Linked DNA regions of Rattus norvegicus: region 1 is linked to region 2. The links are chromatin contacts, called in public Hi-C maps. All regions are on one chromosome and are shown on one strand. Each heading gives the region's core, a stretch centred on a gene start, on an enhancer-like site or on the middle of the called end of the contact. The rest is flanking DNA. Distances are from core to core; before and after follow the strand shown.

The links. A called contact is a pair of places that touch in the nucleus more often than the background predicts.
Region 1: a contact with region 2 is called in a Hi-C map of liver, with 4 times the contacts expected there. The contact joins two enhancer-like sites. A contact is called at or near these places in 2 of 12 Hi-C or Micro-C datasets (kidney and liver).

Annotation. Positions count from the first base shown.
Region 1 is chr13:104,778,572-104,781,271 of GRCr8, forward strand. No RefSeq gene overlaps it. Among named protein-coding and RNA genes, the nearest start is that of Rps6kc1, 240 kb to the right of the region's middle. Within about 2 kb of position 1,325, at least 5 of the 93 cell types and tissues checked have an H3K27ac peak or open chromatin away from gene starts, as enhancers often do. A contact at or near this core is called in liver, where this site is marked.
Region 2 is chr13:104,205,304-104,208,139 of GRCr8, forward strand. The region is part of intron 4 of Prox1 (prospero homeobox 1); the gene reads right to left. Among named protein-coding and RNA genes, the nearest start is that of Prox1, 44 kb to the right of the region's middle. Within about 2 kb of position 1,553, at least 28 of the 93 cell types and tissues checked have an H3K27ac peak or open chromatin away from gene starts, as enhancers often do. A contact at or near this core is called in liver, where this site is marked.

The DNA.
Region 1 (2,700 bases), core at 75-2,574, 570 kb after region 2:
GAGCCAACACGCACAGACCCACAAAAAAGAAAGCTGCATTCGGTGCGTGTGCCTGGGCATGCGCCTCGCCTCTGCGCCGTTCTCCGGTCCAAGGTTCCTCGGAGTCCGAGTTGACCAACGCAAAACCAGCTTGGGGGCCGGCCAAGAGAAATATGAGTTCTCCCAGAATCTGCGTGTGGGTGTCTCTCCGCGAGAGGGCTCGATGCGAGTCTCCCCGCCTGCGGGCACAGGGGCTGGGCAGGCGACTCGCCCACTGCAGGCTGGTGCAGTGGTTGCTGGAGAAAGGGCGGATGAATGCAGAAGCGACTATAAAGGCCAGCGGCGGCGAGGCGATGCTGCAGCTGTCAGGCAATAACTTAGATAGTTACAGCTGCCATCACCTAGCTCGCGCGAGCTTTTTAATATCTTTTGGCAGCTCGCGGTGTCACAGCACAAAGGGAGAGTTGGCACTTCCTAGCACACTTTGTTTGACATAACTGTAGGCAGGACCCAGCTGATACCTTCAGTGCCGGGTATGGGTTTGCTCTTAAGGTGCATTTGATCGGATCAAATGCCAGGATTCCCCCTACCTCTCTCCCTCCTCTCACCACTGCCCTGCTTCTGCGCAGGGCACATGACACCCCTAAATCACACGTTGGGCACTGGATCAGATGGATGGGAGGACTCGGCGGGTGCTCGGCATAAGGCTGGCTCTGTAAGCATCCAGCAAAGGAGAAGGGAATCGGGGAGCACAGCAAGACTCGGAAAGGAGGGGTGGAAAATGGTGGTGGAACTTCCCCTAGCCTTGGGGAGAGACGGTCCTGCTTCGCCCCTTCATCCAGAGAATATGCCGTCAATCATTGCACGGCCATCTTGCTTCCTGCTCGGCACCCTAATCCGATATTGCTGGGCCACACGCCTCCTCCCCAGTCACATGGGAACCTGGCCTGTTTCAAGCAGCTCCTTCCCTGCATATCACGATTCTTCTGAGGACCAACAACTAAGAAGACCGATTGAAGCAGCTGTTCCCACCACAGTGACAGCTCCACCTGTCTGGGCATCCTGGTTAGTGAGAACTATCTTTCCCCCCGGGTGGGAGTTTAGTAGCAAAAGAAGAGTTCTGGTTGCGGCCTCAGTGCCCATTCATTCTGGTTCTGACCAATAGGTATGTGTTTGTGCTCCTCTCTAGGAAGTGGCTCTGGATGTGGGGGAACACCAGGAAGACACAGAAAGGAAAGTGTGTGAGGTTCGTCAAAGCAAGTTCGCTATCAGCTTTCCAACCACTGTGGCAGAACCTGGTTAGAAAAAGAGGTGATTCATGCTCACACAGTAGAGGGATCCAGGTCGTGACAGGTTGGCCTGTTTGTTTTGGGCTTGGCAGGGCCGGCAGCCTATCATGGCTGGTGCACATGGACCTCATACCATCATCAGCCAAGAACCAGAGGAGGAAAAGAGGAGACCTGAGATTCCCTTTTAAGCATACTTCCTGCTGGTCTAACACACACACACACACACACACACACACACACACACACACACAACCTAAACCCCATCTATCCATCTATTAAAGACTCCACCACCAAAGCACCTCCCTGGGTCCCAAGCCTCCTGCTTATGGACCTGGGGACAGCTGAGACCCAAACTATAGCAGATTCTGACTGTGTTCATTGCTAGGACCACTGTGCAAACCAAACTGCTACAACAGAAGATGCTCTCACCTCAGCCTGGTGTCTAGATGAAGGCAACAGCAGATCTGAGTCTTCCTAAGGACTGGAAGGGAGCGCCTGGCCCTGCCTCTCCCTTGGCTTTCAGTGGATTTTGCACAAGCTTTGGTGTTCCTTGGTGTGTAGATACATCTCTCCAGCCTCTGCTTTCATCTTTATGTAGTGTTCCACATACATTCATCATGTGCTTATGTATGTGTGCATGTGCATATGTGTGCAAGCTTATGTGTTTATGTATGTGTGCAAGCATATCAGATGTGTATATATGTATGCGTATGTGTATATGTATGCATGTGTGCATATATGTATATGTGTGTGCATATGTGTGCATACTTATGTAGAAATGTCTCTGTGTACATGTATGTGTGCAAGCATATTCAGATGTGTATGTGTATGCAAATATGTGTATATACATATATATGTATACAAATGTATGTATATATATGTATGCATGCACATATGTGTGCATACTTATATAGAAGTATATCTGTGTATATGTATGTGTGCAAGCATATTCAGATGTATATAAATGTGTATGTGAATATGTGTATATACATACATATGTATATGTATGCATGTGTATTATATATGTATATGTGCACATGTGTATATGTATGCATACATATATAGAAGTGTGTCTGTGTATATGAATGTGTACAAGCATATTGGATGTATATATATTGTGTGAATATGTATATATACATATATGTATATGTGTGCATGTGTATTGTATATGTATATGTGTGTATGTGCATATTTGTGCATACATATGTAGAAGTGTATCTGTGTAGATGAATGTGTGCAGGTGTAACATGTGCATGCATGTGTGTATATTTGTAGGCATATGGGGAGGAGGGGTTTGGGGGTTGTTTGGCTTTCTTTTGATATCACCTCACTGTTTGAGGTGATACTGGTTCATGTGGCAGTGAAGGCATGGCATTGGGAGGCTCCAGGCTGGTGCAAGCATACAATGGAGACTCATCTCCCCACATGCTGG
Region 2 (2,836 bases), core at 303-2,802:
TTTCCTTCTCCCTTCCTTCTTTCTTTCCTACCTTCCTTTCTTTTTGACCCAGGGTCTCATGTGGCTCTGGCTGGCCTTGAACTCAGCATGTAGTCAGAGAAGATTACCTTGAACTTTTGATCCTCCTGCCTCTAGCTTCCTGGGTGCTGTGAGGACAGACCTGTGTCCCAGGCTTTAATGCTTTTATAAAGGCAGTTGACTCGTGTGAGGTAGCAAATTCCTGACCAGCTATGTCTCTGTTACTGAGGGAAACCATGTGCAAGGAGCCAGTAACGTCAATGTAAACAGAAATGGGTTAGAGAGTTACGGGCTGCTGGTCTGGTTGTTGGAGGGGTCCTCTTGGCGCAACATGAAGTAGCTTGCTAATTTGCAGCATAGGGTAAAAGGGTTCTTGGAGAGCCTCCGATACTGGAGCAGGTCGTCTCTCCATGGAGGCTCCAGAGAGTGTGTGGGGGTAAAAATGGCTATTCTGAGAGAATGCTGAGGGATTCCACCCACAGGTAGAGATCTCACCCAGGAAAACAGAGAGCCTCTTGCTCTCTGCTCAGAACCCTTTCTCCACCTTCATTTACCAGAGGGGGGTAGCATCTTCCTGATGTTTGGGGGGTAATCGGGGTTCAGGATTAGGAGCATGATATTACCCATACTTCATGCACCTCCTCACACCTAATGGCTTTCCCATCGCTAATAAACATCTGCGGAAAAGCCCTTAGTGACAAGTAATCCCTTATCTGGGTTTCTTTTAATAGAACCCAACAATCTCTACCATGAACCCTTGAGTCTTCTCAGCATCAGGTGCAACAGTCAATCAAGTCACTGGAATGCAAGACAATGCAGGCTGCCGGGGGCGGGGGAGGGGGAGGCCAGGCCTTTGGACATGCCACAGGGGAAAAACAAAAGGCTTCCAAAGTCTTTGGCAGACCTAGGAGGCTATTGTGGGAGCTGCTTGGCCGGGAGTTCTTCAGGAGGGGACAGTGGAAACTTTGCTCTGATAAAAAGGCATCCCAGCCTAGGAGCCTTACCCCAAATAGTCTTGCCTTGACATTTAGAAAACAGACTCACGGTGAGGTGCTTGAACACACTGGCCACTCTGAAGGGAGATGGCCAGCAAGCACCTACCAACTTCACCCTGATTATTTGCTCTTGCTTGCCCATCAGAGAGAGCCAGTGGCTTCCAGAGGATGGAGGGAAGGAGTTCACATCTGTTTAGTCCACAGCTGGGCAGCGCACACAGGCAGTGGGCTGGGCGGGGGAATGTTTTGCTGCTCCTCTCTCTCTCTCTCTCTCTCTCTCTCTCTCTCTCTCACACACACACACACACACACACACACACACAGATAGGATTGAGTGGCAAAGACATCCCCCTCCTGTCTTCCTCCTCCTCTTCCCAGTTGCTTTACCTTCAAGGATGATTTGTTTTATTAAACTGGCTGTCCCCAGTCTCTGCAGTCCATAATGAAAGCCTGACATAGCAGGCTGCCTGCCTTCTGTGTCCTACAGACACTCATCATAAGTGTCAGGACATACCAAGGTTAGCGGTCACTGGAAGTGTGCTCGCTGGCCCAAACCTTGCCAAACGCTCTTGGCAGCTGAATGAATGTCACAGAGAATAGAGGGGGAATTACAAAGGTTAAAAAGAAGACAGTCTCTCCTATTTTCTGGAGACAGAGAGGCTGATTTTTCACACCTCTGAAGCATCCCTCTGCTCACTCACTGGCCTCTAGAAGGGGGGGGGGGGACCATAACCCTGCCCTTTGCTCAGGTCCCCATGGACAGGCCTCTACTCTTGATCCCCTTCAAAGGACTGGCCTCAGCTCACCGATAGAATCATCTTTACTGAAATGGATAGAAAACACGCCAAGTATTCCTCCCCCCCAATTCCCCCACAGCCCTTCCCCAAGAACCACCACCCAATGACCATTTCAGCCTATCAATAGATCCCAATCTCAGTAAGGAAGGTGTTTTTGACACTATCTTTTAAGCTAATCCCTCCACGTCCCCCAAACTTCAACATAAAAACGGAAGATGTGTGTAAGGATGACAGGGCTGGTTGAGAGGGAGAAAAGAGAGCCCTGCTTGTATTTTGGTGAATCCGTCCGTGTGTGGGTTTTCTTTCTTTTTTCCTTCTCCACTTTTTTTTAATACTATAAAAGGGCAATAAAATGCTGACTTGGAGAAGACAATGTCAAGGAGAAAAGGGTGCTGGTATTTTGGATACTCTTCACTGCTCGCCTTGGAGAGAGTTATTCTTGTCACAGGCCTTTTGTCTGCATCTGCTGACGGCTTGCCCATAGCCAGCAGCATACTTTAACTGTTTTGTCACCTCCCAACATCACATGCATCAGCTGTTGGGCTTTTGTTACGGGTATTGTAGAACTAATCCGCTGTGGCTGTTCTACTGTGCAGTAAATAAAACAGAAACCGGCTTCTCAGACCGTTGTGCATGAATATTTCAGACAGCTTTTTACAACTCGGGGACTCACCAAATCAAATAAATAAATAACTCCCCCACCCCCAGCATCCACAGACCCTCCCCACCGACTGAAACAAAACCCCTCCAGCTCAACACAGATGCCTCCGAGTCACAGGGAGTGAAGCTGGCAAGTTGAAAGAAGAGTGTTCTCGACTTGGGCCCTCCCGAGTTCGTAGTTAAGAGGAGAGTTAAATACATCTGAGGCTCAGCACTGAAAATTTGCAGAGCCTTTGGTGGGGGGGTTGTATGTTTATATAGTTATATATTTTAATATATTTTGCACACACATGTACGTGTATGTTTCCATATATACTCTTAATTAATCCCTGTGTCCTTTCTATAATGTGTACCCTGTACAGAGGT